Linked DNA regions of Mus musculus: regions 2, 3, 4, 5, 6 and 7 are each linked to region 1. A link is a contact called in public HiChIP or PLAC-seq and Micro-C data. All regions are on one chromosome and are shown on one strand. The core of a region is the stretch at or near the end of the contact, and the rest is flanking DNA. Distances in the headings are between cores, read along the strand shown. Region 1 holds the start of Pip4k2b (phosphatidylinositol-5-phosphate 4-kinase, type II, beta). Region 2 holds the start of Npepps (aminopeptidase puromycin sensitive). Region 3 holds the start of Med1 (mediator complex subunit 1). Region 4 holds the start of Fbxl20 (F-box and leucine-rich repeat protein 20). Region 5 holds the start of Socs7 (suppressor of cytokine signaling 7). Region 6 has its middle 38 kb from the start of Arhgap23. Region 7 has its middle 15 kb from the start of Arhgap23.

Region 1 (4,093 bases), core at 402-2,901:
CTGTGATACAGGGCCCTTGCTGGTCCAGGGCAGCCTGATGGTGGCTCTCCTGCCTCAGCCTCCTGAGTGCTGGCTGCGGTTAGGCCATCCCCATCCTCCAGCTGCCTTTATCCTGTAATAACTAAAAATCTAAGACAAGACTCAAGGGGCCACACCCATGTCTTTACTGCCATTCCTTTCTCTATTCTTTCACCAGAAGCCCTCATTTGTTTGACCAGGGAACTTCTAGGTGCTTTTTAAACAGACGACAGATTCACCCTAGCGGTAGCTGACCTTAAACTGTAGATCTCCTGTTTTAGTCTCTGGAGCTGTGATTACAGACCATCTGGCCCTCAGAGGTGCTCTTAATTCATATATTAAGCCATTTCGTTGTTCTACCAGTTCCTAATTTCTCCTAAAATATGTTTGGATTTAAGCACTAAAATTCCAGTCACTGTAATTATTGTTGTTGTTACTTTTTGAGACAGGGTTTCTCAGTATAGATAGCCCTGGCTGTCCTGGAACTCACTCTGTAGACCAGGCTGGCCTTGAACTCAGAAATCTGCCTGCCTCTGCCTCCCAAGTGCTGGGATTAAAGGCATGCGCCACCACGACCGGCTGGCACTGTAATTCTTAAAACTCAGTTTCTCCCCAGACAATATAACATTATTCATTTAATCATCTCATCCTTCTGCCCTATGTTATAGTTAATTATGGCTTTTATTTTATTACTTGGTAATAAAGGCTACATTTATTTTTGTAACTGTGTAGAGCGATCTACCACGTGCCTGGTACTGAGTCTTGATATCCCAAGTGTTGACCTGTGATTTGTGTCGGATACAGAGACCCTTCGACCAAGTGGAATTACATAATAAACCATGGGCAGTTTATTCGAGATTTCTTGGAGCAAGAATGAAAGGATTATTACAATACGCGTCTACAGATGCTAGTGGTGTCTAAACTTGACCATCGGGATAGAGGAGGCTAGGCGGCAGGTGGGTGGGCGCGCGGCCCATTCATAAAACCTAGGATTCCCGGCCTGCTCCTCTGATTGGCCCCCGGGAAAGGGGGCGTACCTTGCGGGTGGAGCGAGCCGTCGGCCCAGGGGAGTGGGAAGATCCACGCTTGGGTGGAGCGAGGGGGCGGTCCCTGGTTTTCTAGGCAGGACTTCCTTTCCCCTTTGCCGCGTTACTCCTCTGTCCCCCGGGGTGGAGATGGTATGTTCCAGCTTCTTCTCATGCCGGCCCCTCTTCCCCTCCCGAAGCGGCGGCGCTGCCGCCATTTTAGTACTTCATGTGGAGGCAAAGTCAAAGCCCGGCCTTGAGGGTGTCCGAGTAGGGAGCCCTTCTTGCCGAGTGCCTCGAGGCTGTCCATCCCCAGTCTTCCTCGTTCCCCCGCGTGAAGCCGGCTGGGTTCCCTTCAGGCCGGGAGAGGAGGAGTGGGCGGGGCAGCTGCAAGCGCCCGGGGACGGGCGGTACCATTCCGACGGGGAGGGGAGAGCCGGGATCCAGTGGGCGGTGCCGCCCGGGGGCGGGGTGAGGATCAGGCTGGCCTGCTCCCCGGGGCGGGGCGGGGCGGGGCGGGCCGGCGCAGCGAGGGCGGGGCGTGGGGCGGACGGAACCACCGGGGCGGGGTGGGGAGGTAACGGGACGGGCGCGACCATGGCTCGGTGAGGCAGCGGGGGTGGGGATCGGTTCGGGGGAGGCCTGGGGCCGCTCGCTGGTGCGCTGTCTCCGCCGCCCCCCCTTTCGCCGCCGCCGCCGCCCCGGGCATGTCGTCCAACTGCACCAGCACCACGGCGGTGGCGGTGGCGCCGCTCAGCGCCAGCAAAACCAAGACCAAGAAGAAGCATTTCGTGTGCCAGAAAGTGAAGCTATTCCGGGCCAGCGAGCCGATTCTCAGCGTCCTGATGTGGGGGGTGAACCACACGGTAACCAGCTTCCCCGTGCGCGCCCCCACTCCCTCCGGCCTCGCCACGCTCGCCCCGCGGGTGACGCCTGCAACCCTTCCGCCGAGCCACTTGCATGCCCGCCCACCCGTGCACGCTGTCCGGCCGGGCGTGCACTCCCCGTTCGCCACGCGAGGCCTGGTGTCCCCGTGCTATGCCGTCGTCGTTTCCCCTTCGCTCCAGCCCCTCTGGCTTCTTGTGTCCGTATGCTGGCTCCGTGCAACCCCGGAGCTTCCGAGGGAAGGCCTGGGTGCTGCAACGACGCTGCTTCTACCCTCAGCGTGTTTGTTGCATGGCTATTCCGCTTGTCTCTTATAGCTGGCTACCACATCATTGCTCAGTTGACAGGGCAAGTGGGACTGGCTTGCCTGAATGTTCCTGTTTGTGGTCCTTTGGGTGGTATGGCTGCTCAAAGTTTCCCATCTTCTAGGCCTCCTTACCCCTGACTGTGGACATCCTCTCTGGGTTTCCTTTTTTTCTTCTTCTTCTTCATGAAGACGTATCAACTGGAGAAGCAGAGACTTCTCCAAACCACAGACACTTGACTTGTGTTCCCATGGATGAAGGATAAGTGCGAGCACAAGGCCCGAGGGAGTGTAGACTTGGTTATGGAAATAATGTATCTTCCTCGTTCTTCTGTGATGTTTCAAAGCCATTGACTTCTCGTATGGTTTTCCAGGGTGTGATAATGGTGATTACTGTCTCAGATGAGTGGTCCTTTGGGTCCTGGGTGCTTTGGGATGGTGCAGCAGCCTCTGCCAAGAAGTTGGATGTGGCCGACGTTAGCTGGTTGGCTCTGTTTATGTGCTGTTTGTTTGGGATCTGCTCTCTTTCGGTGGCTTGCTCTCTGCCTTCTCACCGTTTCTTTGTGAGTCCCTACACTGAGAGCAAACAGAGGAAGTGAAAAGACCTGAGGTGCTGACTCCACCAGCCACAAGTTTAGAATGGGGGTGGGTGGGGGGAGGATAACGGGTCGGGTCTCCTTCGGATTTCATTCTTTAGGCTCCATGACTTTTCTGAACACTTGAAATTGTCTACAAGACCAAACAATGACCCAGGGACCCAGGGTCAGGGAGACTTCATTTTCTCTTGCTTTGGTAGAAGACCTAGAGGGTCCTTTGGCTAGAGATTGAGGGACAGCCACCTACACCAGCGTAGATCTCCACGTCTTAGAGAAGAGCGCATGTGTTTGTGAGGTCCTCTCAGGCCTCTTAGTCTTGGGCACATTCCCCTTTTCCATGGAATCCCTGGGCTTAATGAGTGTCCTGGCCGGGAAGTGGGATGCCCGGACCTCTAAAGGAGCTGGACATCAACAGTGAGCAGAGCTTGCTCCTCTTGCTTCGGGGGTCATCTGACATTCCCAGGGAAACTGGGTCAGCAAATTGTGAACCCTGCATCCCTTTCTGGGAGTCACTCCTTGATTTTGTTTGACATCTGGCCTCTCACTAGAAAGCATCCTGTAGCAAAAGCCTGAAGGTGGGTAACTTCATTTCACTCCGGAGACCGAACAGAGCCTTTGGCTCGGGGGTAGCTTGCCTATGCTTGCCGTGAAGATACAGTTCCTTGTCCAGCACCAAGAGGCTCTGTTGGTTAGTGGCGGTTCTTGAGTGACAGGCCTTTTGTTCCTTTTACTCTCTCAGCCATGACCAAGCATCTCAACTTGAATATATACTGGGGAAAGGTGTGTGTGTGTGCACACGCGCACACTCACTGGGCATGCCGGTTCCTGGGATTGTATATGGTATTTGGATGGTATTTGGTTTTCTCATGGGCAAGCAATAAGTCTGCGAAGACCTGGGCATCTGATGGAAAACTGAGGGCAAGAGAGCATGGTGGTTACTGTTGCCCTTTGCTAACTTGAAGGAAGTTTGGTGGGCTAGCTGGAAAAGCCCTGACTTTCCAGGATCCACAGGGATCTGCATACAGGTGGGAGGAGGACCTGGAGCACCACTGCCCTGTATGGGTGAGCTTTGAAGGTTAGGTAGTTAGTGAGTTAGCTGGCTTGCTTCCTTCTGTTCTACCATAAGGTGTCGAGGTGCCCTGTGAGATATGTGTGCCCAGAAGGCCATAACATCTTGCCGTTTCTCCAGGGCATCAGGGCCCAGTTGCTCCTGGCGGGTGGCTGGCCTCCCTCGAGGGTTCCCTTTCTTCAGAAGTGCCCTGTTA
Region 2 (4,093 bases), core at 590-3,089, 460 kb after region 1:
TAGAGCAGGGTGGAGTTCTGCAATGGAACTCTTCCTGGCAAGGTGAGGGAAGGGAGGGGCGCACATTTCACAAAAACGGATGAGCAGGCCACTGAAACACTCATTCCTGAGCAAATTAGCAATCTGTGAGGGCTAGACAGTAATCGAGTTAGACTGTAGAATTGATGTTAAAGGGTAAACAGCTCATAGGCAGCCTTAGATGGTTATAAATCAATTTTGCTTTGACAGGAGGAAGCCTTTTGTTTTTTTTTTTTTTTTTAAATGCAAACATTTTGAGGAGATCATACACAGTTGGATTAGAATAAACCAAACTGGCAGAATTATGAAGGAAGCTGTTTATAATGTTCTCAAGGAGAAAACCAGAAACAACTGGGTCTCAATTCCAGCTCCACCAATTATTAGCTGTACACAGGTCTAGAGCAAGTCATGATCTTTCTATGTGCCTGTTTTTGCATATATAAAACAGGTTGGGGGTCCACCTCACAGAGCGTCTGAGAGATAAAATGAACGTGTAAAGTGTTAGCAAGTATTCCAGACATATTAAAGGCCCGTCTCTTTAAGAATTGCATCTGTGTTTCTAAAAAGCACGTAGGATTTTTGGAGGAAAGCAGGGCAGGTTGAGGATCCACAACTGTGCTGCCCAATACAGTAGGCATTAGCCATGTGTTGCCCTGGCTGTCCTAGAACTCACTCTGTAGTGAAGGCTGGCCTCAAACTCAGAGAGATCTGCCTGCCTCTGCCTCCAGAAGCCAGTACCACCACTGCCAGGCACCTCATTAGCATCTTTAAAATGCATTACATGATGAAATTATAATCTGAATATATTGGGCTAGGGAGATGAGGTGCAATAACTTCTGTTGTTTTAATTCTATCTAGTGGCTCACAGTGTCATGTCTGTAGGACAGTGCTTGTTTAGTTTTGACTCTACCTTACAAGTTTCTATAAAAGAAATACGCTTTTAGGAATATTTTTGCCTTGATTTAAACATAGGTCTTAGAGATAACTACAGAATGGAGGGAGCCACAGTTAGGATACTTTTACAGAAGTCACAACTGGTAAAGGGTCTTTTCAGTTAAAAAAGCAGAAACAAAAACAAGGGGCGTGGGGGTGTGGCTCAGTGGCATGGCGCTTGCCCAGCCTGTGTAGAGGCTTTGAGTTCAAAGCCTAGCACCACAGGAAGGGAAAAATCCGGAAACAGACAGTTGATCATTATTATCATCTGTGTTTTCTTAATCAAAATCTTACTGTGTGCCCAGACCATTCTGGAACTCACTCTGTAGTCCAGGCTGGCCCATGATGATCGTCCTGCCTCAGCCTCCGTGCCCAGCAATGAAGCATCTTGTTTTAAATATGAAATCGTGGGATCCTGTATTTCTAGTCTTTGAAACCACTCTCCTAAAAGGTCTAGATTTCACTGGTTGGAGCGACCTTGAATAACTAAGTGTTTCCTCGGAAAACTGTTTTCAGATCATCCCTTCAACTGGCTATTTCCTAGGGAAAAAAAAAAGCCTCAGGTCGGGCTCACACCGCTGAGGTGGAATGGCTCTTTCCACGCGTCCCCTACCCCCCCGCGCTGACTTGACCGCTGCGTAGGCTTCCATTTTCCACAGAGCTCCTCCATGCCCTTCGTGGCTCTTTCCTGCCACCGGCCGACGACAGGTGCAGCGCCAAGCGCCTCCTCTCGCCTTCCCCGTTCGCCGACCGCGGCCTCGCCGCCCCGCCCCGCCCTCGGCGCGCGCCCTCAGCGGGGTCGCGCCCGCCCCGCGGGGTCGCGCACGCAGCCGCCGCCGCCTCCCTCCCCGCCCTCCTCCCCTGCCCTCCCCTCCGCCCCCTTCCCCGTAGGCAGCCCGCCCGCACCGCCGCCCGCCCGCCCGCCCGGCCCAGGCACCCGCTGGGTCTGTCCCCCGCCCCAGCCTCCCCGGCGGCTCTCGGCAGGCGGTCGCCCGCGCCCGGTGAATGTGGCTGGCAGCCGCCGTCCCCTCCCTCGCTCGCCGCCTGCTCCTCCTCGGCCCTCCGCCTCCTCCCCTCCTTCTCCTCCTCAGCCGCTCCTCTCGCCGCCGCCGCCGCCTCCACAGCCTGGGCCTCGCCGCGATGCCGGAGAAGCGGCCCTTCGAGCGGCTGCCCGCCGAGGTGTCGCCCATCAACTACAGCCTCTGCCTCAAGCCCGATTTGCTGGACTTCACCTTCGAGGGCAAGCTGGAGGCCGCCGCCCAGGTACTGCGACCCTCGGGCGCCGGGGGGCGAGCAGCGGGCGGGCGGGCGAGCAGTTAGGCCGCGCCCGCGGGCTGGGTTGGAGGCCGGGGCGGGTTGGGCGCGTGGGCCGCGGGACCGAGCGGGAGGCGGGTGCGGCGCGCCCCTCGAGCCGGCCGGCCGGGCGGGGACCGCGCTGCGGGAGTCTGCGGGCGGTGCGCCCCTCGGGGGGCCAGCACACCTGTGTGCAGCGCCCCTGGTCCCCGCCTTCCGGGCCCCGAGCTCCGGGAGAGGCTGGGTGGGGGCTGGGGAACTAGAAGGGGCTAGGACTGCCTGCTCGGTGGCACCCCTGCGGACTGCGTTCTTTCCTGGTCGTCCCTTTACTCCGCCGGGGATAGGTTGGAAGGGGCGGTCATCAGGCACTTGAGAGCGAGGAGGGGCGAGTCTAGAAGGTTGGGGGCAGGGGGGAGTGGAGCGAGAATGTTAATCCCAGGCAGCCTCACCGAGTTCTCCCGGCCTGATCCTGCCCAGGGGCCGGGTTTCCAGGATGATCCGCCCCCTCCCCCTTCCCCTCAAATGACAGTGCAGCAGTGACTTTGTTCTCCCCTAACCTCCAGAGAAGCCGCGGAGGACCCTAGCTCCTCTTCTCCTATCCGCCTTGCTCTCGCAACCTGTGAAGCTGGTGGATTTATTGCTTCAGTGGCGGTTGCTTAGCAGTCCCCTCTTCTGAAAGAAAGCTCTCAGTCTTAGCCTGCCACTGGTGAAAATATTCCATTACTCTTCTTTGCAGTTTTTTTGGTGAATCATACGCTCCTCCCTCCTCCCCGAAGCATTATCTGGCAGTATTGTTTGATTTCGGAGACCATCCATATAGATGGCTCACAGAGGTCTCAAACGGTTACGATAAATAACCATGGGTATGATGTGTTACGTGAGATCGGAAATGAAAATTGGGAGCTGTTTGATAGCTATCTGTGACAGGAGTGGTGGAAATAGAATTGGTTCCGTTTCTTTTCCTACCCCAGCTAGGGGTTGGGGAACACGAGTGGTGGAGGAAGCCAGGCCAGTAGGCCTCAACCAAAAAGATGAGGGAGGGTGTGTGTTGCAATGAAATGAGAGAAACGTAGACTAGAATTTGAGTGATTTGAAAGCCGAGAAAGTATGATACTCGAGTTTGAAAATCTGTGTAAAAGTACAGAACTTAAAAGTATGCTTTTAGATTTGGAACATTGGCTTTGCCAGCCTTAGATGCTGGCAGCATCACTGTCCACAGCAGAGTGCCTTGTGACCTTTGGAGAAAGGGCCTACACTTGGGATGAGTTTGAATTATGAGAAAACACTAACTTTAAGGAAGCTGGCCCGAGTTAATAAATCTGGAAGGTGTGCGCACTGAGTGAAGACATTGAGGAAAAAGCAGTACAGATTTGCTTACAGGTTATTGAGGTTTATGGACATGTTAGAACAACAAGCAGCAACATGTTCCCCCGCCCCGCCCCCCCTCTAAAAGTGTGTTTGTGTGTGAGTGGGTGGGGGTGCGTGGGAGCTATGGTATGTATACTCTCTGTCTCTTACCCTTTCACTATGGGATCTCGGGTTCTAACTCAGGCTGCTTAGTTTCCATAGTAATCACGTTTACCTCTTCCTACTTCTCTGAAGAGCTGGAAACAAGTTGGAGGGCACATCTTTATTCCCAGCACTTGGGAGGCAGAGGCAGGTGGATTTCTGAGTTCCAGGCCAGCCTGGACTATAGAGTGAGTTCCAGGTCAGCCAGAGCTACCTACACAGAAAAATCTGTTTTGAAAAACAAAACAAAACAAACAAAAGGAGATGATAATATGTGGAAGATTGGTTTCTGCCTTTGCGGAAGCACAAGGTTGTATGTTACCTAGCAGCGGGACTTAGT
Region 3 (4,093 bases), core at 858-3,357, 450 kb before region 1:
CAGTGGCACACCCTTTAATCCCAGCACTCTAGGCAGAGGCAGGAGGATCCCTTAGTAGGAGGCCAGCCTGGCCTACAGAGCAAGATCCAGGACAGCCAGGGCTACAGAGAGAAACCATGTCTCAAAAAAAAGAAAGGAAGAAAGAAAGAAAGAAAGAACAAATGAACTACACTAAGATCAGATCTTTTACTCACTGTTGAAGTTTATTCTGATTGTTTCCAGAGGTCATGAACGTCTCAGAATTACAGAAATTGTGTTTGTGAAGATTTATCAAGACATTGACTGAAGATGTTTTTTGTGATTCATATTGTAGAGAGTAAGTTAAACGTGTGTTTTCACTGGTGTTATAAAAATCAATGATAATACATAGTAGAATCAGAAAAAAAAAAGTTCTCTAACCTAAAATCCTATGTAGTCTTATAAAATGTATAAAACTGAATGAAATAGGTTAGACTTGCTTCCAGGGTGTGTAAAAAGCACCAGTACTGGAGTGTAGGTGCTGTGGTGCTGAACATAAGCAGGATGAGGAAGCCGGTGGATCTTTGTGAAGTCAGGCCAGTCTGACCATGCATCCAGGCCCCGAGCAGCCAGAGCTACAGGAGCCCTGTCTCAAAACCAATAAGACAAACAGCAACAAAAGCCTAAAGTACTGCGGTCCTCTTTTTAAGAATTTTAGATATTACTTTAACAGTTTCTGTGCTTGATATAGGTTAAGTCCTTATTTATTTACTATAAATTGTGCATTACCTCTGTACAAATGGGAAACAAATTAAGCTCAATTTAGATCAATATACTGTTAATTTCTGTACAGAGCCAAGCTCAACATGGTAAACGATGATAATGTTTTCCAAAAATCATCTTCTTTGTGTGTGTGAAGTCATTCTTTTTTTGTTTTGTTTTTGTTTGTTTGTTTGTTTTGTTTTTTGGGTTTTTTTTTTTTTTTTGGTTTTTCGAGACAGGGTTTCTCTGTGTAGCCCTGGCTGTCCTGGAACTCACTCTGTAAACCAGGCTGGCCTCCAACTCAGAAATCTGCCTGCCTCTGCCTCCCTAGTTCCTTTCTTTTTCTTTTATTTATTATATATATATGTATGTATGCGTGTATATGTGTATATGTATGTGTGTGTGTGTGTGTATATATATATACTGTACCTGTCTTCAGACACTCCAGAAGAGTGAGTCAGATCTCATTACAGATGGTTGTGAGCCACCATGTGGTTGCTGGGAATTGAACTCAGGACCTCCTGAAGAGCAGTCGGTGCTCTTAAATTAACTGAGCCATCTCTCCAGCCCCTTCTTTCTTTTTTTTAAACAACATAACTGCTTCTGGTTCTTCAGGAAATTTCACCTTCCCACTTTCTCTAGGAATTAAACCCAGGACTTCAGACATGCTAATCAGGTATGTTGCTGGTGAGTTACAAGTCTTGTCATCTTACAAATCTTACTTTTTTGTTGTTTTGTTTTGTTTTTGTCCAGGCAAGGTTTCTCTGTAGCCTTGGCTGTCCAGAAACTTTGTAGACCAGGCTGCCCTCATACTCAGAGATCTACCTGCCTCTCCCTTCAGAGCGCTGGGATTAAAGGTGTGCGCCACCACCAGGCAAACTCTAAACACCCAAACACTAAAACTCACTGGAAATCTTTCAGTAGAGATTATTTTGTAAGGACCGGTTTTCACTATCCCCTTCCTCATTGGGATTATAGGAGTGTGCCACTTTTCCAGGTGCTCAAAGAGCAAACATTTTGTTTCGTTTGAGACAGGGTTTCTCTGTGTAGCCATGGCTGTCCTGGAACTCACACTGTAGACCAGGCTGGCCTCGAACTCAGAGTTCCGCCTGTCTGCTGGGATCAAAGGCTTGAGCCGCCACCACCGCGGGACGGAAGAGCTAACGCTTTTAATTTACAAATTGTGTAACTGTCGGGATGCAAACATAAACTTTCAGAGAGATGTCAACTCTGGGCACACACCCTTAGACGCCAAGGTGTGAATTCTGAGCCAATCGGAGCCGGGCCTGCTAGAGATCCTGCGGGGAGGACGAAATCAGCCAACCTCCGCGAGACTTTGGTGCGGTTCCTTCTTCCTCCGTCTCACAGGAACACGATTAATCTCGCGATCTTTGGGAAGTTCCGTTGGGGAAGATGGCGGCGGCCGCGAGCACCCTTCTCTTCTTGCCGCCGGGGACTTCAGACTGAGCCTTCCCCGGAAGAGTCGGGGCCGCTGGTGCGCCGCTTCCCCGGAGCCCAGGCTAACTTGGTTCCCCTCTGAGTGGCGGGGAAAGGCTCCCCGGCTCGTGGCGGACCCAAGACCTCCCCGCTGTCAGGATGAAGGCTCAGGGGGAAACCGAGGGTGAGTGACTGGGGGGTGGCGGGGAAGGAGGGGCGGTACACCGCTGCGGCGAGCCAATCCGAGAGAGGAGGTGGGGACCCACGCCCCTCCAGGGCCACCGTGCGTGGGACCGGATCCTGGTGGAATGTGCATCTTAGATCCCGACCGAGCCCTACAGATGCTGGAGCGCCTCCTCCGGGGCGCTGCTCCCCCGTCTCCTCCACTCGTGAAAGGTTTTCTGCGGGACGAGGGACGAGGAAGTTGAGCCTCAGGGTACTTTGAGCTTAGCCCGGTGGGACCCAAGGAGAGGGAAACTGAAACTTGTTGATGCTTTGTTCCAGGAGAGATCGCTGAAGATGACACTAGAACAATGTAATGTCAAAGTAATGGAGGGTGTTTTAGCCGGAGTGACTTGCTTGGTTCGATCTTCATCATAGTAAAAGCGGGCCGTTTATTACTTGGAAGGTCATAGTGTTCAAATACTGTGCTGTGTCTTTACGAACTGCTTTCAGTTGTGCACGACCGGTGGCTTTAAAGCTTGGGGGAGAGGTGTTCAGAACTATAAACTGGCAGGAACAATCCCCAAACCAGTTTCCCAGTTGAGGGAAGAAAAGGGAAGGGATAGAATCTTCTTTGTTTCTTGAGACAAGGTCCCCCTGCCTCAGCCTCCCAAGTGCGGGCTTACACACCTCTCGGCCAGCTAAGAGTTTGATTCTTGGTTCAGATACTCCCTCCCACGACCTGGACTGGCTTATCCAAAAATGAAGTCTCGACATTTGTAGCAAAGTGGACGATACTCAAAATAAGCCATATTAAGATAAATAGCACATTTTCTCTTATGAGGAATCTCGACGTAGGTATGTGTTGGTGTGTGTTGGTTGTGAAAACATGGGACCATGTGGGAACAAAGGAGGTCTGCAGGATAGAAAGGTTAGTGGAATATGAAATGAAGTGAGAGGTTTGGCTGTTTGGAGGTTGGGGCAGTGTGGCTCTCAGAGGGAGAGGACTTGGACCAAGTATAATGGCCTATATGTATAAGAATGCCAAAATGATATGCATTGCTTTGTATGTTAATTTAAAGATAATTTAGAGGCTGGGAATGTAGAGCAGTGGTTAGAGTAATGTCTTCTTGTCCATGGGTTCAATTCCCAGCACCAAAAGAAAAGGAAAAAGGGAGCCAGGTGTGGTGGCCCACAGCTTTAATCCCAGCACCTGGGAGGCAGAGGCAGGCGGTTTCTGAGTTCGAGGCCAGCCTGGTCTACAGCGTGAGTTCCAGGACAGCCAGGGCTACGCAGAGAAACCCTGTCTCCAAAAACCAAAACAAAACAAAACAAAAAAAACCCCTAATTATTTTTTTTTTAAAGATTTTATTTATTATATATGTAAGTACACTGTAGTTGTCTTCAGACACTCCAGAAGAGGGTGTCAGATCTCATTATGGATGGTTGTGAGCCACCATGTGGTTGCTGGGAATTGAACTCAGGACCTTCAGAAGAGCAGTTAGTGCTCTTAACCTCTGAGCCATCTCTCCAGCCCTAAAACCCCTAATTATAATAACGTCTTCCTTAAATTGTGCTCCAAGTATATCCTTCAAGGTGTTGTGAGCCCAAGGGTCCAGTGAGAAACCCTGTCTTAAAAACTAACACGCAAAGAGCCAACTGGTGATGGTTCCTGCCTTAGTCCTAGCACTTAGTAGAAAGAGGCAGGTGGATCCCTGAGTTTGAAGCCAGCCAGACCTACAAAGAGACAAGACAGCCAGGGAAGCTCTGTCTC
Region 4 (4,093 bases), core at 426-2,925, 400 kb before region 1:
TTAAAGGTAGTTTGCTTAGGAATGCCTCTTCAGGGAAAAAAAAAAGTTCTGTCAGGCGTGACAAATGCCTTTAATGCCAGAACTGGAGGCAGAGACAGGTGGATCTCTGACTTCCAGACGACCAGAACAGGCTTCATAAACAATCTCAAAAAAAAAAAAAAAAAAAAAAGGAACATTTTATTTTAGGGACTATAAATCATAAGTTTTTTTTAAAAAAGGTTCACAACATTTTGCTCTTTTAGTTTTTAAAGAGGACCAGCCTTTCTCTCTTTTTGTACACATTTGCTTATTTCATGTATGTGGGTATACTGTAACACTTTTGCTCTTAAAAGTTCATCTTTTTCAAGTTCTAAAACTAAGTAGAAAAGGTCTGACGACAAACTCGTAATTGCTTTGAGCATAAAATTGGAAGCAGTATTAAGGTCTAATTAGGACGGCTGGGATTTATGGTAGTTTTTAATATTTCAGGTTTGGTACATTTTGTAATGTCTCTGACGGAGCAATTTCACTCTCGGTTGTTTCATAATTCGTGGAAAATAGGTCATAGATTTTGGAAGTCTTGAAGGCTGGAGTTAACAAAAAGATGACAGACTACCTTTTATACTAGGAGCGAAATCCAATGGAAGAGTTTCCTATGGGCAACCGCCCCCGCCTACTCGCTCCTACATGCTTGTTTCTCCCGCCGAAATGGCGTCACGCCGTGGCTCTCACGAACCAGCTCTCCGATTGGAGGGTGAGCAGCCGCTGCAGCCCATTGGGCGCCAGCGGCCGGAGGGGCGGGGACGCCAATGGCCCTTGTGCCTTGCCCGCCCCCACCCGATTGACGCCAGCCCCTCCCCCGGCCCAAGGAATGGGTACTGGGCTGGGGCATTGCACCCCCTGATCCCGAGGTGTAGCCTCGCTGCCAGCTCCTGTGCAGAGCTGGCGCTACGTCCTCCTCTTAGCGCAACCAGCTCCTGCCTTCTGGAGCCTGGCACTGAGAGCCATCCGCCCCGCAGGGGCCCCCCAGGCCTCCCTGCAGCACCCCGTAATGCAATTCACCGGGGTGGGGGAGGCGGCGGCAGCACCTACGGCGGCAGCGGCGGCGGCACTGCCCCAACCTAGAGACGTCTAGAAAGAGGAGGAAAATGGCTCCGAGCAGGGACCGCCTGCTGCACTTTGGGTTCAAGGCGACAGTGAGTGATAGAGGACGGGAGCTGGGTGGTCAGAAAGACGTGGGTGCCAGCTCAGGCCGCCGGGGAAGTGATCAGATCAGAGCTGGGGACCCTAGGCTGAAAGCTCAGGTTCCGCGTGGGTCGCTACGTGCCAGTGAGCCCTCGCAGTGCTGGAGGGGATCCGGTGATGTTCCTGTCCCTGTTCTGCTCTTCTCGCCGGTCCGCGGGCACGCGCGCACTCGCACCCGCCCCACAGCACACACACCGTGCCCCCCCCCCCCACGCCCGCGCGCGCACCGAAGCAGGCGCGCACTTGGGCACTTCCCTGCTTCTCCTTGTCCTGGTGGGCTGGCGCCCGGTCACCCCACGTTCCAGGCGCTCGCGGGCTCACCGTCCGGGGCTGCGCCGGGTGGGGGAGGGGTGGGCTCGCGCCGCCGCCGCCGAGCGCTCCTCCCCTCCCCCGACGTTCCGAGGCCCGGGCGGCTCTGCCCAATGAGGAGCGGCGTTGCTGGCAGGTGGGGAGTGTTTTTGTTTTGGGTTGAAGTTGAGGCTTTGGAGAGGACCGAGCTAGCGACTGGCAGTCGTCGCGGCCGCGGACGCCGCGGGCGGTGGTGGAGGCCCCCGCGGGACTCGAGCGGTCGCTCCTCCGCGTCGGCCGGGCGAGCCTCGCCTTGCTGCCGCCGCCGCCTCCCGCTCCCGGAACTCCGGGGCCTGCCCTGGCCCCTATCTTTGCACTCCGCACGCCGCAGCGCCCTGCCCGGGCCGCACCCGCCGGCCCCATGAGGAGGGACGTGAACGGAGTGACCAAGAGCAGGTTTGAGGTGTGAGCTCGGAGGGGTCTCGGGCGGCGGCGAAGGCCAGCTCTCGCACCCCAAACAGTAGCTCGACCGGAGCCTCCTCCCTTGTGCGGCCCGCCACCCGCCCCCGATGCGGCCGCCGGCGTCCTCCCCTGCTTGCGACCCGCAAGCCCCGCGCACCGGCTTGCCTCGCCTTCCGGGAGGTTCGCCTGCTGCCCCTTCCACCCGCGGGCCCTGGCCGGGATTAGCCCTGGCGCCCTAAATCCCCCCTCCCCCATAACACCCAGCTTCCCATTCTCTGCCCAGCCCTTGGCTAGCCTCCTTCCACCACGCAGTGAAAGCACTCAGTCCCCGACTGGCCAGCGCCTGCTGCCTTCGTGAATCTCCACCCGAGCGGGAATCGATTAGTCCTCGGTGGAAGTAGGAAGTTGGGGGTGGTAGTAAACTGGGACGATAGAGGCGACTGTGGGGTTTTCGTGCTGTTTGGATATTCTAATACTTCCTCTTCCCCGTGTAGTCTAATACTTTTGTGGTTCATTGTTTATTGGGAACTTAGATATCTGTTCCGAGAATGCGAGGAAGGTCTGAGAGCCTTCGGAGAACCCATTCCTGGTTTGTTTTGTTTTGTTTTTTTGTTTTGTCTTAAGTTTGTCCTCTGAAAAGGAGGTTTGTAGTCTTGGAATGGAACCGTACATAGTCAGAAAGATCTTTAAAAGCGAGTTCACGACTGAGAAAGGGATTCCTTTGGGAAGTATCCTAAGTACTGGTGAAATGAAATACAGTAGTTTGGAGATGTGCTGGAGGTTTCATTGGTAGGCCGAGAGACAAAGAAACTTACACAAGAGAAAATGTTACCTGGCCTTTTCTGGCAGAGGCTCAGGCTGACTGACCTGTGCTGGGCCCAGGCTCAGTGTTCATCTCACTTGCTGGCTTCCTGTCTCCTCTCTCTTGTTGTATTTTTAACACCCAGTGTTTCCCTTCAGCTCCCTTTAAAAGATAAATTTGAGACAAAAAGTTTGTGGGCTTCGGGTGAAAGTCTCACCTAGGGGCGAAACTTCTGTATAGTCTTAGTATTTCTTGAAAAAGTATTTATAGTTATAAAGTTAAGGTAGGAGGGAGAGCTGTGGAGAGACTGTAAATTCAGACTTAGTATGCCAAGTCGCAGTGAGGAGTGGAGAACTTCATTGGTTACATTAGAGTTTTCATTTGTAACTTAATGGTGGGTTGGGGGAGAGGCATAATAATAAAAACTGCCTATGTAAAATGTTGTATTGCTCTAAAGTGGAGCCGCCAAAGAGAATAATTTATGGTGGTTTCAAGTTCAGTACTACTGTGAAAGTCTTTACCATTGAAATTACTACCTGGACACCTGACAGTTTAGGGTTACCCAAAAGAGTTCAAAAGGAAGAGTCCAAAACTTCGATAGTTCTTGACCGACTTGCTATTCCGAGTGGAGAATTTCCCATTTGGGGTGAGGACTGAGGAAAGCCTGACAGATCCTCATTTGTGCGTTAAAGCCATAGTGAGTTTGAGGTGGTTTCCTCCACCTCCCAGGTGCTAGTTAGCGTCCTAGATGTGAGCCGCTGTCCTCTGCTGCTTGGGTTTGTTTCAGCTTTTATTTTTAGTTTTTAGGGTTTTTTTGTTGTTTTGTTTTGAGATAGGGTTTCTTTGTGTTAGCCCTGGCTGTTGTGGAACTTTGCTCTGTAAACCAGGGTGGCCTCAAACTCAGTGAGCTGCCTGCTTCTGCCTCTGGAGTGCTGGGATTAAAAGCATGTGCCACACTGTCCTGCTTGCTTCATGAATTTCTAAATACTCAAACCTGCCAGGCTCTCTTTTGCACACCTTTAAGCGCAGCACTCAAGAGTCAGAGGCAGGCAGATCTCTGCCTATTCCAGTCCAGTTTAATGTACATGGAGAGTTCCAGGACAGTCGGGATGCATAGAGAAATTCTGTTTGAAAATAAAAACAAAAGAAAAATCCTCAGAACTAAGAGAATCCTTTACAGGGGGCTGATTATTTCTAAGTAGCTTATCACAGAATGAGACTTTTTTGTGAGATCTGGAAATGAGTACAAAAATAATAGCTAATTTCAAATCGTGATCATGACTAATACAAGTGAAAGACTCTTGCCCCACCTTAAGA
Region 5 (4,093 bases), core at 1,119-3,618, 380 kb after region 1:
GAATTAAAGTTCCCTTGAAAATCCATGTCCAAGAATGGGTGGTTTGTGAACAAGGATAAACTAGGAAGCTTTAAAAAAAAAATTTAAATTGGGCCCAGATATACTTATCTTTCAACATCCCCCTACCCTCCAAGATTCTAGTGCTCAACAAAGTTATCAATTTATCTGCTCTTTGCCCTTGGTCTGTCACTGTCTGTATGTTTCAAGACTACATCACAGAAACCATACCAAGACCAATTCCAATCAGGCACAGTGGCAGCAGGCCTGGTCCTTGGGAGGAGGTAGGAAGAAAGAGCAAGAGATCCAGACCAGTCTGCTACACAGTGAATTAAAAGCAAGCCTGATCAACATAATAAAAACCTTGTCTAACAAAACAAAACAAAAGCCACCAATTCAAGTTTAAAACAGATTCAGAACTACAACTCACAATGTTATACCACAAGGTAAGACTCATTCATGGCTGCAAAAGCTGACAGCTTTCCAAACTGACACTACAGAACTATGTCCCGACAGTAAAAGTCTAGCCACTTCTTAGAAATTCAGGGGAACAACTCACCATTTAAGTTTGGAATTGCCATTAATTGGACTAGAAGTCACTGTGTATACCTCACCTAGACCTCTCACCTCCGTGTGAAAGTGAGAGAGTCAGCACAACGCCATTCAGAAAGTGGTCAGCACACAGGCTTTAGACAGCAAATATCCAGGAACAACCAGAATATTAAGGGAGCTGCCCAGCTAATTGCTGGCCAGACTCCTCGGGCTATTTGCATGCTTGTACTTGCGAAGAGAGTGAAGGCTGGTGCACTGAGAGAACAAGCAAGACGATCAAGATAATAACAGGCAGGTGATTGACACCAGCTTTTCGGCCCCAAGGCCACACATTTCCAGCAACCTTCAGCAATGGTAGTAATAACAGACATGGGAGGGGTGCTTAAAAAGTGGGGCCGGAACAGGGATGGAAGGTGAGGCCGGGCTTCAGATCATCCCCAGCAAGAGACGCTAACCCACTGAGAAGTGTCACAGAGTGTGAACTCTCCGAGAGTTGAAAGCTGTTTCCACAATTAGCTCTGACCTAATGCGAGATGTCACCACCTTTAATCCCAAGTGTCTGCCTCCTCCTGAAGTCCACAGCTCAGCTCTAACAGTATCGTGTTGGCAGTAGGGGAAAACGAGGGAAACGAAACAAGAAATGGAACTTTGTCGCTTGCCCACCCCCAACCCCCAAGCCAATCTCACCTCCCCGTATCCAGCTCCCGGACCGCTGAGCCTCCCATGTCGGTCAGGCTCGCAGCTGAAGCTGCCAGATCTCCCGAAGGCCTCTTGCCGGTCCCATCCCCGCCGCCCGAGCCGCCGTTACAGCTCTTCGTGCGAAACAGGCGACTGAGGCGGATTTTGAAGGAGCCCTTCCGAGAAGGGCCTGCGAGAGGCCGGAGGGGCCCGGGAGGCGGCGGCGGTGGGGGAGGTTGCTGCTGCTGCTGCTCCCCTCGGCTCAAGCGCCCTGGAGGGACCAAGTCCTGCAGCGGAAAGGGCACCGGGGGTAGTTCGGGACCCGGAGGCTGCAGAAGCAGCCGGCCACCCACTCCTCCTCCTCCACGGCCGGGGCTGCTGAGCTCCTCTTCCGAGCAGCTGTTAGTCTCCAGGCTCTCGGCCTCCGATTCCAAGCCCTCCAGGACCAGCAGCGCGTCGCTCGTCTCCGTCGGGTCCTCCCCGGCCTGCGGGGCGGCAGCAGGCGGCGGGGGTTGCGGCGGCGGCGGCTGCGGGGGACACGGGCACGGACAGCAGCCTCCGCCGGCAGTCTTGATCCCCGGCCCCGCCGGCTGTCCGAGCCCCAGGGCCGCCAGCTGCGCCTCTAGTCCAGCCACGGGACCCCAGGTCCGCTCGAGCGCCAAGCCCGGCGGGAGGGCCTTGGGATCCAGCGCGCAGCGGTGCCGGGGACACAGCAGTTCCGAGGGTCCCGGCTCCCGGGCCGCCTCCGCGTCCTCCTCCTCCGGCGGCCGCCCCACGTTGCGGAACACCATCAGCTGAGGCGGCCGGGCGCCCCGCGAGCCGGGCCGCGCGAGGAAGGGTGGTGGCGGCGACGGGCCATGGCTGTGGCCCGGGGGCGGCGGCGGCGGCGGCGGGCCTGGCTCGGGGGCGGCCTCTCCATAGCCGAGGAGGCGGCTCAGGACCCGGTACGAAGCGGCCGCCGCCGCCGCCTCGCCGTCCCGGAGCTCGGCCCCCTGCATCGGGGTGGCGAAGGGAGGGAGGGCGGGCGGCTAGGAGCCGGGCTGGGTGGGGACTAGGCCGGGCCCCGCCGGAGCCCCGCCCGCCGCGGCCCCCGGAGCGACAGCGCTAACGGCCGCCGCGGCCTCTGCCTCATAGAGGGGGCGGGGGGGGGGGGGCGCGCGGAGCCCAGCGCGAGCCCAGGCCGCGCGCTGCCGCCGAGGACCGCCCCTAGACGTCACTTCCTGTCCAGGGCCCGCCCCCTTTCCCCAGGGTGCGCAAGCGTCGGACTCCACTCTGCCTGACGTTTCTCTTGGCCCTGGTAGCTATTGGCCGTCTGCTGCATCTGGGGCCTCCGTGGTCTCCGGCACCGACCCCTGCTTTTTCACTTCCTGGGCGCCCGGGCCCTGTCCACCGTCCTGTGTAGAGCAGTGCAGGCCTCGGGACCCGGGTCTGGACCTGGGAGAGGGTCGTGGACCTTGGCACTGTCTGGGGGTCTTGTCCTGTCCATGCTGCCTGGAGTGTGTGACCTTGGCCAAGTCATTTCATTACATCTGCATCCTCTTTCCTAGCATCCGATGAACTGTGGAATGACTACATGAAAATGGGTTGTAGAGCCTGCAGTGTGCTCTTCCGTGCCAAAACAACTGGATCTTTGAGAAGACAAGAGTGTGTATATAGTTAGCATAATCTCATCATGAATTTGAAATGAAGAATGGATATACACAATTCCAAGAAATGAAGATATACAATAGCCAATTCTGTACGACTGATGGCCAAATACATCCTTCCACTGATTGTTGTCATAGTGTATGTCATGTTGAGGATAGAATCCAAGACGTGGCACGTGCTAAGCAACAGTTCCATCACCAGACCTCATTCCCAGCCCTTCCCAAAATGATGACAAGTGACCAAGGACTGCAATTGTAACAAGAATTTTTACTAATATTTTCCTCTGTTGATGAAAGAGAACAGTGAAAAAGCAAAACCTGATCAAATCATCAATCATGGGGGCAACTTTGCTGAGTCGGAATTGGTTTCAGTGACGGGGAAGAGTTCCTTCAACGTTTTTGTGCCATTGCTAATGTAACACCTACAGATAGATGTACAGGAGATGTAAATCAGAATCGCTGTCATAATCTCCATCACTTAAAAAAAATGTATGTGTATGCACATGTGTGTGCAGAATCCGAGAAAGGGCATCAGATCCCCTAGACCTAATTATTAGCTGCCCCAAGTCCCTGGACATGGGTGTTGAGAGCTGAGTTCTGACCCTCTGCAAGAGCAGAACAAGCCGTTATCTGCTGAGCTAGCTCTCTAGGCCCCTCCATCTCTCTTTCTTTCTTTCTTTCTTTCTTTCTTTCTTTCTTTCTTTCTTCCTTCCTTCCTTCCTTCCTTCCTTCCTTTCTTTCTTTCTTTCTTTCTAGACAGGGTTTCTCTGTGTGGCCCTGGCTGTCCTGGAACTCATTCTGTAGACCAGGCTGGCCTTGAATTCAGAATCATGTCTGTGCTGGGAATGAAGGAATGTGCCATCACCACCCAGCTCCCTATACCCCTTTTGTTTTTCAGACAGGGACTCTCACAAGTATCAGGACTTAAGTTTGGATCCCCAGCACAGTATAAAAGCCAGGCAGAGCAGCATGTGTCTGTGATCTTCGCACTTGATGTGGGGTGGATCCCGGGAGCTCCCTCACCAGTCAATCTAGCCAAATTGATGAACTCCAGAATCAATGAGGAACAGGCACATTACAGAGCCATCTTCCCAGCCCAGTGGGGTCATTCTGAAATAGAAATTTGCTCACAGCCTGTGATTGTAAAGATGTATTTACATATATTTCTCTGCACACCAAAAGACAGCATCAGACCCATTACAGATAGTTGTGAGCTGCCA
Region 6 (4,093 bases), core at 489-2,988, 330 kb after region 1:
AGTGGGAGCTAGTCCTAAAGAGACATTCCAGGCCTGAACCAGCCACTCACTTCACAGTCCTCCAACAGAAAGAACCCCATCCTGCTCCCCCTGGCTCACATAGCCCAACACAATCCTTCATCAAGCTGGGAAGTTCTTTTTGCTGTCTAACTCTCATTCTTCCTCTTTCTCCAGCCCATGCTGACTTCTTCCTAAACCTTTTTTTACAGGATTTTTTTTTTGTGGGGGTGGGGGGTCTGGTCTACAGAGTGAGTTCCAGGACAGCTAGGGCTACACAGAGAAACCCTGTCTGGGGAAAAACAAACAAACAAACAAAGCAAAAAACAAAGGCAAAGTAAAGGACCCTGAGAAGGTGACTCAGTTAAGTGCTTGCCACGCACCTGTGGGGTCATGAATTTGGATCCCTAGTGCCCATGGAACCAGGTGCAGAGGGGCAACAGCAGCTCACATCTGTAATCCAGGTGCTGAGGGAGCAGAGGCAGGAGGATCTCCAGGGTTCTGGGCTCAGTGGGAGACCCTGTCTCAGCAAAGAAGGTCGGGTGTAACTGAGGAAGATATTCAATGTCATCCTCAGTCTACACACACACACACACAGACACACAAACACACACACACACAAACACATACACACACACAGAGACAGACACACACACACAGACACACACACACACACCAGACACACAAACACACACACACAAACACATACACACACACAGACACACAAACACACACAAACACAAACACATACACACACACACAAACACATACACAAACACATATACACACACACAGAGACACACACACACACAAACACACACAAACACATACACACACACACACACAAAACAAAAAACAAAAACAAAACAAAACAAAAAAAACCAAAACCCAAAAAAAACCAGGAACACAGTATACACATATACCACCCACAAAACAAACAAAAATCACAAATGTATTTAAGCTGGTTGAACCGTAGTTTCCTTCTCCATTGAACAAAATCGTAAAGACTCTGCATGGTAGGCAAGGCCTTCCTAAGTGTTAACCAAAGCAGTCACTCAGGACCTGTGAGTGCTGGCCTGTTGAGGCCTGGCCTGTTCACTCTCCTGGGAACATCCTACACAAATGGTCTGGTAGTCTAAGCCTTGAAGTTGTTCTAGAGTCTTCTGTCTCCTTCCCCCTTCACCTACTAGGTCACCAAGTCCCAAAGTCTCTGATATTTGTTGCTCTCCGCCCCTTATTCTGCTACACACCGACCCCCACCCCTAACCTCCTTTCCTACCGTCCTCAGTTCCTGTCCTCACTGTGTACCAGAGAGAACATAACACAGGGGCTACCTCAAGTTTCTGCCCAGGCCAGGCCAAAACCTAAGTGCCTGCGCCCAGCCCAGTCTCTCACATCCTCCTGTTTCCTTCCTCATCCCTCCACGCTTCCTGACCACACACACCACAGGAGGAGCCCTCCCAGCCCGCCAGCCTCTGTCCGTGGGGAACCTTCTCCCCAGCCTGTCTCTCTCTCCATTCCCCTCCTCCAGGTCAGTTCAGCCTCCTCGGAACCCCACAGAGCTGGGGGGTGGGCGGCTCCTGCAGACAGCCCTCCGGTTTCTCCAGCCTTCCTTGGTTGCTCTGGGGGGCGGGAGAGGGTCTCACCATAGAATCATGGTAAAGGATGACCAAGCTAGTGAAGGGAAGGAGCAGGGCCTGAGCCCTGTAGTATCCCCAATGCCACCTGCCACACCCTTGCAGGTCTCTTGCCCCCTGGGATGGGACTGAGTCAACAGTGGTGGTGACTGGGCTGGTGGAGGGGTTTAGAAAGATGAGGATAAAGGGGATTCCCAGGAGAATCATCACCCACTCAGTGGGAGTGTCCTTTTCCCAGACCCCACAGAACATAGAGCGAGAAAATGGCTCTCTGGGCGGACTGAAGAATATGCAGACAGGAGCCAGGGGCTGGGATAGGTGGGGTTAGGGGGGAGTGTACCAGGGGAAGAAGGCTAGAGGAGATGGATAGGAATGGCTGGAGGGGGGTGCAGGTCAAGGTGCAGGAAGAGGTGGGAGGGGCAGCAGGGTGGAGAGAACCCTTTCTGGGAAGTGGGAGGGGTGGAGGAGGTTCTTGCTGTGCATTGTGGAGGGAGGAATTGGCCTGCCGGTCAGCGTGAGCTCACTTCCTCTTACCGCCTCCTGTAGGGGTCTGAGGGCATCAGGCTCTGGAAAAAGTGAGCCAGGGGCACCCCAAGGGGCCACCACCCTCCTCCCTGCCCCCACAGCCTCAGCTCAAATCAGCTCTCCTTATAGAGGCAACCCTTTGTTCTGGGAGGAAAGGACCCTGTGCCAGGGGGGCACTGTACCTTGGAACTCTGGAGCTAAGGGCAGAGGGGGACAGGAACTGATGCATGTGTGGAGATGGAGGAACTCCAGGCATTGTAACACTTGGATTACAGTTAGGTGGTAGGGGGGGCTTGGACCTGGGGTGAAACAAGTTAGTCTATAAGTCTTTCTTTTTTGTTTGTTTTGGTGTTTGTTTGTTTGTTTGTTTTGTTTCTCAAGACAGGGTTTCTCTGCATAGCCCTGGCCGTCCTAGAACTCACTTTGTAGACCAGGCTGGCCTCGAACTCAGAAATCTGCCTGCCTCTGCCTCCCAAGTGCTGGGATTAAAGGCATGCGCCACCACTGCCCGACTGCTTTTTAGTTTTTAGACAGGTCCTCAACCTATAAGCTTGGTCTAGCCTGGAGCTCATTAAGTTAGCCTTGAACTCATGATCCGCTTGTTTCAGCTTTTCAAGTATACTATCAAGATTATGGGCATGCGTTAAGTAAGCATCTTATGCAAACCCACACAGGATTTGAACCCAGGCATCTGGGCTCCAGAGTCTACATACTTAATCCACACTTGGTGGAATATTTACTGGCTGCTTAAACCCTGGGTGTGGTCCCTCTCTGGAAGACTGGCTTGAGTTAGAGTCTTGACTGAGGAAGTCTAGTGAGACGGGGGAAGCAGCCCAAGAGTCCCCTAGAGGGAAAGGGGATGAGGGGACCATATGCAGGACAGTACCTGCAGGAACACCAGCCTTTAGGGACAGACAGAAGAGAAACACAGGAAAGTGGCATCACGTGGGTCAGAGAGAATTCTTAGTAAGTTAACTGGGAGCCAATGGAAGTCAAACTGTGCAGACAGGCAGGGCTTCAGGGAGAGGGTGAAGCTGAGCAAGAGAGGTAGTGGGGTGGGGCAGGGAGCAGGGCAGGCAACTTGACAATCCAAGGGCACCTGGGCATGGCATGGCAGGCAGCTGTTTGAGTGGGAAGATGAGATAGCTCAGATGACAGCAGGCCCCTGAGAAGGCATGGGACAGGAATCCTGAGTCAGCCACGGTGGCCCAGGCCTGTGATCTCAGCACTCGGGAAGCTGAGGCAGGAGGATCACAAGTCAGAAGTCATCGTACTCTAGGCAGCAAGTATGAGCATAGCCTGGGCTATATAATGAAACCCTGCCTCAAAAAAATAAAGAAAGAAAGAAAAAGAAAAAGAAAAAGAAAGGAAAAGGAAAAAGAATTTGAGGGGGAGGGGCTGGAGTGATGGCTTGGCAGTTAAAAGTCATCTCCCCTTTTCTGGCCTCTGTGGGATTCAGATACAAATTTGGGGCACATACATATATTCAGGAAAACATTCATCCACCTAAAATAAAAATAAGTAGCCTGGTGTAGTGGTTCATGCCTTAAATCTCAGCACTTAAGAGGCAGAGGCAGCTGAGTCTCCATGAGTCTGAGGCCAGTCTGATCCACAGATGGAGCTCCAGAACAGTCAGGGCTACATAGTGAGACCCTGTCTCAATAAGTAAATAAAGCAATCTTTAGGACATGTACTTTAAGGGTGGCTGGCGAGATGTATCAGCAGCTCTTATAGAGGACCCAAGTTCAGTTCCAAGCACCCACATGGCAGCTTGCACACATCTACAAGTACAGTTCGAGGGGATCTGACGTACTTTTCTGATCCCCACAGGGACCAGGCACATACATATGCGGTGAGTGCACAGACATGCGTGCAGACAAAACACCCATATGCATGTAATAAACATACCTTTAAAACAATGTTGTTGTGGTTTT
Region 7 (4,093 bases), core at 947-3,446, 310 kb after region 1:
TGGATGGATGGATGGATGGATGGATGTGTTTTAGACATGGTTTCAAGGTTGGCCTTAAATTCTCTGTGTGGCTAAGGATGATTTTGAACTCCTGCCTCCACTTCTCAAAGGTCTGGAGTCACAGATGTGTACCACCATACCTGGCTCCCACTTTTGTTGTTGTTGTTGTTGTTTGTTTCTCGAGACAGGGTTTCTCTGTGTAGCCCTGGCTGTCCTGGAACTCACTCTGTAGACCAGGTTGGCCTTGAACTCAGAAATCCGATTGCCTCTGCCTCCCACATGCTGGGATTAAAGGTGTGCGCCACCACGGCCCAGCTGGCTCCCACCTTTAAAAAGGATTTATTTTTATTATTTTTAACGTGTGTGAGTTCACATGCACAGGAGTACAGACCCCACAGGAAGACGGAAGAAGGCATCGGCTCCCATGGAGCTGAAGTTATAGACAACTGTAAGCCACCCACATGGGTTCTGGGAATAAAACTCAAGTCTTCTTGCAAGACACTGTGTACTCTGAGCCATCTCTCCATCCCCTGTTCTCCTTTTTGAGGAGGTGAGGCTTTGAACTAACTCTGTAGACTAGGCTAGCCTTGGATTCACAGAGATCCACCTGCCTCTGCCCCCTGGGTGCTGGAAAGAAAAGCATGCACCGCCACGTCTACCTCCACCCTCCTACCTCAACCCCCTTAAAGACAAGGATGGAGAAAGAGAAGGCTTCACCCCTGTGATACCAGGACTGCATCCCAGGGCCTGACCCCCCTCCCCCTAGATCCCTCGACATTACCTTCTGGGTTATCCATTCAACTACCACATGTGGAGTGGTGCCATGGGCCAGGGTGAGACCCCTTGGAAATCTAAGGCACGCACAGTCCCTGCCAGCAGGGCCCTTGTGTCAGGAGTGCCTCCAGCGTCCCCCAGCTCCAGACTCTGGCCCAGCCAGCTGCTCTCATTGACACGGGTCAGGCAGTCCTCACACCCAAAGGGGAATCCTGACATGCTGTCAGGGGCCTGGACTTCAAAGAAGAGCAGTAATGGGTAATGGGCTGTCCCAGGCTAGCCCTCCAGGAGACGAGGGTTGAAAGCAGAGGAAAAGAAGTCTGCAGAGTCACCAGGAACCAGGGGCAGGGAGGAGAGCTGCCCAGAGCCCGAGGGTCAGGGACAGAAGGAGGGAAGCTGATAGATACACTGCTGAGCCTGAGCTCAGGAAGCCAGAGTCACAGGGCTCAAGGTCAGGCCCGCCCGCTCTTCCTTCCTCTGCTTGCTCAGCACCTCCTCCGAGACCTTAGGTCCCCGAACCGCAGGTGACCAATAGGAGCCCCCACCCCCACCCCCGAGAATTATCCATCTGGTCTCTCACACCATCAAACACAGACCCGTAGCCACCCACAACCTCACACACAGTGACAAATCCAGAGGTAGGGCTAAGGTAGCCATGGGAGCATGTGACAGACAATGCCTGCCCCCTGGCCTAGTCTCCTCCCTTCAGGGCAGTGCCTCCTGGGCCTCCTCCACCCTTTAGCCCCATTCACAGCTCAGTTCCCAGCTTCGATCGAGCAGAGGCCCCTTCTGACATGCCCTAACAGGCCAAGTTGACAAGCAGGCCAGGCAGGCTGAAGCTCCCACCCCCTCCACTGACATGCATCACATCGGCAGCGAAGCAGGGGACCCTGGGCTGCTCCAGACAGCTGGCACCAGGTGACTCAAAAGGTCTTCCCTACCTGGGCTCTCCTTCTCAGACCACAGTGACACACCAGTGATCCCTGCCCCTCTCAAAGTGGGTCATAGCCAAGGAAGAGGGAGGCTGAGGTAGGGGGCAGGGGAGTATTTTCCATGCCTGGCACCCAACCACCATCTGTCCAGGAGGGAAAGGAACAATCGCAGACAGGAGTCAGCACACAAAATGAAGGTGGGTCCAAACTTTCACCCAAAGGATGTTGGAAGGATTAAATCAACAAAAGAAAGCCTTAGCAGGGTGTGATAGTACCTGTCTGTACTTTCAACTGAGGAAGCAGGACAGTTAGAGGATAGCATAACCGTTTCAAAAACAAAAAATGAAAATCTCAGCACCGACCCAGGGTACACAGTAGGAGCTTGAAAATGCAAGCTGTTTAATATCCAGCCACGTAGCTACTCAGCTAGGCTTGCACAAGACACAGTGACAAGGCACATGCAGAACTTGCCATCATGGCCCCTCCCACTGCTGACCTACAGAGGCACCGTAGCTCCGCCCACAGCTGACCCGAGGCATTTATTGGCTGAGACACACTCCCTTCCCTCACAGGGGGAAGAAGGCCCACAGACCTGGCCTCTAGGCCCTCTGGGAATGGACAACATGAGACCCCAAGTGTGGCAGTAGAGGAGGAGTATGCCAGGCTGGCACGCGAGAGCCCAGCAGGAGGTCGCTGACGCCGAGGGGGCGGGGCTGAAGGCAGAGTCTTTGCTCTCTGTGGGAAATGAGCACTTACTGAAGAGAGGGAGCTCGGAGTCAGCCACAAAGTAAACACCCAGGCCATTGCCAAGGCAACCACAGCCAGTGTGGGTCAGGGCCCACCACAATCCCTCCACCCAGACACCCCTGCGCTGTCTTCGGTCTTCTGGGTGTCCTCTCTTCTGGCAGCTCCCTGTGAGTAAGGGCTTGTAGCCCCATGGCAGGCTGGGGTCTCTGGAATACCTGGCCTGCATCTATCTGTCCCTAGTGACAGGAGAAAGAAACTGCAGCCTCTCCCTTTGGACAGACAGCTCCTAAGGATGAAGGCTACTGCTTTTCAGAAGTGGATTTGCCCTAGAGTGCCTTTGTCCAGAGCAGGCTTTCAGAAACTGCTGGGATGGAATAATAGTTCAGTCAGTAAAGGGCCTTGGGAGAATAAGGACTCAAGTTCAAGCCCAAGCAAGTTAATAAAAATAAATAAATAAAAGTTAAAAAAAAAAAAAGCCGGGCGTGGTGGCACAGGCCTTTAATCCCAGCACTCGGGAGGCAGAGGCAGGCGGATTTCTGAGTTCCAGGACAGCCAGGGCTACACAGAGAAACCCTGTCTCAAACCCCCCCCGCCCCCCCCCAAAAACGTCCAGGTGTGGCAGTGTGTATGTAATCTCGGTGTTGTCCCAGTGCTGGGGAGGCAAAACAAATGGTTCGCTGTGGTTCACTGACCAGACAACCCTAGCCTACTTGTTGGGCTCTAGAAAAATGAGAGGCCCTGTATCAAAATAACAAGGCCTAGGTTAGGACACTAGCTGCTTATACAGAGGTCCTGAGTTGAATTCCCAGCAACCACATGGTGGCTCACAACCATCCGAAATGGGATCTGATGCCCTCTTCGGTCTGATGTCTTCTTCTGTCATGCAAATACAGTACTCATACATAAATAAATGCATCAAAAATTCATGGGGGGGGATGGGGACTTTGTGAAGGGGTAACCGGGAAGGGGGATATCATTTAAAATGTAAATGAATAAAATAATTAATAAAAAAATCAGCCAGGCAGTGGTGGCACACGCCTTTAATCCCAGCACTTGGGAGGCAGAGGCAGGCGAATTTCTGAGTTCAAAGCCGCCTGGTCTACAGAGTGAGTTCCAGGACAGTCGGGGCTATGCAGAGAAACCCTGTCTCGAAAACAAACAAACAAAACAAAACAAAATATCAATGTAGAATTACTATATGATCCAACAATTACAAACCCAAAAGCACAGAAAACACGTAAGTATTATTCACAAAAGTGTTCTAGGTCAGGCATAGTGGCATATGACACCTGAGGGGCAAAGGCAAGCAGATCTCTGAGTTCAAAGCCATCTTGGTGTACACTGCAAACTCCAGGCCAATCGAGGCTACAAAGCAAGACTTAGTCTCACAAAATAAAACAGACAGGCCAGGCAGTGCTGGTGCACGCCCCTAATCCAAGCGCTCAGGAGGAAAGGCAGGCAGAGCTCTCTGAATTCAAGGCCAGCCTGGTCTACAAAGCCAGTTCCAGGACAGCCAGGGCTACACAGAGAAACCCTGCATCTAAATAGTTTTTAAAAAAGAAAGGAAGAAATAAAGAAAGAAAGAAGAAAGGAAGGGAGGGAGGAAGAAAGGAAGGAAGATGGCTGCCTGGGACTGGAGA

The links. A called contact is a pair of places that touch in the nucleus more often than the background predicts. HiChIP or PLAC-seq counts read pairs in DNA pulled down with a chosen protein or histone mark.
Region 2: a Micro-C map of embryonic stem cells shows a contact between it and region 1, with 5 times the contacts expected there. The contact joins the promoter of Npepps here to the promoter of Pip4k2b in region 1. A contact is called at or near these places in 1 of 39 promoter capture datasets (liver), 1 of 484 Hi-C or Micro-C datasets (embryonic stem cells), 2 of 115 datasets of contacts at active chromatin or transcription factors (embryonic stem cells and pancreatic cancer cells) and 1 of 9 other capture datasets (adipose tissue).
Region 3: a FOXA1 HiChIP or PLAC-seq map of pancreatic cancer cells shows a contact between it and region 1. The contact joins the promoter of Med1 here to the promoter of Pip4k2b in region 1. A contact is called at or near these places in 4 of 39 promoter capture datasets (cranial neural crest, liver, neural stem cells and 1 more), 2 of 484 Hi-C or Micro-C datasets (CD8 T cells and cortical neurons), 5 of 115 datasets of contacts at active chromatin or transcription factors (astrocytes, embryonic limb bud, extraembryonic endoderm stem cells and 2 more) and 2 of 9 other capture datasets (adipose tissue and liver).
Region 4: a contact with region 1 is called in a Micro-C map of embryonic stem cells, with 4 times the contacts expected there. The contact joins the promoter of Fbxl20 here to the promoter of Pip4k2b in region 1. A contact is called at or near these places in 3 of 39 promoter capture datasets (erythroid cells, hippocampal neurons and pre-B cells), 4 of 484 Hi-C or Micro-C datasets (CD4 T cells and embryonic stem cells) and 2 of 115 datasets of contacts at active chromatin or transcription factors (embryonic midbrain and microglia).
Region 5: a Micro-C map of embryonic stem cells shows a contact between it and region 1, with 4 times the contacts expected there. The contact joins the promoter of Socs7 here to the promoter of Pip4k2b in region 1. A contact is called at or near these places in 6 of 39 promoter capture datasets (the 3T3-L1 cell line, hematopoietic stem and progenitor cells, liver and 1 more), 1 of 484 Hi-C or Micro-C datasets (embryonic stem cells), 4 of 115 datasets of contacts at active chromatin or transcription factors (the SCID.adh cell line, extraembryonic endoderm stem cells, large pre-B cells and 1 more) and 2 of 9 other capture datasets (adipose tissue and embryonic stem cells).
Region 6: a contact with region 1 is called in an H3K4me3 HiChIP or PLAC-seq map of embryonic stem cells, with 11 read pairs. The contact joins the enhancer-like site here to the promoter of Pip4k2b in region 1. A contact is called at or near these places in 2 of 39 promoter capture datasets (embryonic stem cells and pre-B cells), 1 of 484 Hi-C or Micro-C datasets (embryonic stem cells) and 4 of 115 datasets of contacts at active chromatin or transcription factors (embryonic stem cells, extraembryonic endoderm stem cells and pancreatic cancer cells).
Region 7: a contact with region 1 is called in an H3K27ac HiChIP or PLAC-seq map of trophoblast stem cells, with 11 read pairs. The contact joins the enhancer-like site here to the promoter of Pip4k2b in region 1. A contact is called at or near these places in 2 of 39 promoter capture datasets (hippocampal neurons and pre-B cells), 4 of 115 datasets of contacts at active chromatin or transcription factors (embryonic stem cells, extraembryonic endoderm stem cells, pancreatic cancer cells and 1 more) and 1 of 9 other capture datasets (liver).

What each region holds. Positions count from the first base shown.
Region 1 is chr11:97,742,262-97,746,354 of GRCm38.p6, reverse strand. It overlaps Pip4k2b (phosphatidylinositol-5-phosphate 4-kinase, type II, beta), which reads left to right and starts at 1,651. Exons shown (of 10, transcript NM_054051.1): 1 at 1,651-1,909. The coding sequence starts at 1,751. It overlaps Cwc25 (CWC25 spliceosome-associated protein), which reads left to right. Exons shown (of 10, transcript NM_026186.4): 10 at 1-885. It overlaps Mir8102 (microRNA 8102), which reads right to left and starts at 1,458; the gene lies at 1,320-1,458.
Region 2 is chr11:97,278,322-97,282,414 of GRCm38.p6, reverse strand. Npepps (aminopeptidase puromycin sensitive) reads left to right here and starts at 1,839. Exons shown (of 23, transcript NM_008942.3): 1 at 1,839-2,214. The coding sequence starts at 1,957. Gm11592 (a long non-coding RNA gene) reads right to left here and starts at 1,721. Exons shown (of 3, transcript XR_001780313.2): 1 at 1,274-1,721.
Region 3 is chr11:98,191,307-98,195,399 of GRCm38.p6, reverse strand. Med1 (mediator complex subunit 1) reads left to right here and starts at 2,107. Exons shown (of 17, transcript NM_001080118.1): 1 at 2,107-2,341. The coding sequence starts at 2,317. It overlaps Gm38963 (a long non-coding RNA gene), which reads left to right. Exons shown (of 4, transcript XR_880193.2): 3 at 223-316; 4 at 1,363-1,464.
Region 4 is chr11:98,147,198-98,151,290 of GRCm38.p6, reverse strand. Fbxl20 (F-box and leucine-rich repeat protein 20) reads left to right here and starts at 1,675. Exons shown (of 15, transcript NM_028149.1): 1 at 1,675-1,975. The coding sequence starts at 1,934.
Region 5 is chr11:97,360,567-97,364,659 of GRCm38.p6, reverse strand. Socs7 (suppressor of cytokine signaling 7) reads right to left here and starts at 2,368. Exons shown (of 10, transcript NM_138657.4): 1 at 1,237-2,368. The coding sequence starts at 2,225.
Region 6 is chr11:97,410,341-97,414,433 of GRCm38.p6, reverse strand. It overlaps a transcript of Arhgap23 not described here. Among named protein-coding and RNA genes, the nearest start is that of Arhgap23, 38 kb to the left of the region's middle. Within about 2 kb of position 1,738, at least 60 of the 459 cell types and tissues checked have an H3K27ac peak or open chromatin away from gene starts, as enhancers often do. A contact at or near this core is called in embryonic stem cells, where this site is marked.
Region 7 is chr11:97,433,379-97,437,471 of GRCm38.p6, reverse strand. It overlaps a transcript of Arhgap23 not described here. Among named protein-coding and RNA genes, the nearest start is that of Arhgap23, 15 kb to the left of the region's middle. Within about 2 kb of position 2,196, at least 374 of the 459 cell types and tissues checked have an H3K27ac peak or open chromatin away from gene starts, as enhancers often do. A contact at or near this core is called in embryonic stem cells, extraembryonic endoderm stem cells, liver and 3 more, where this site is marked.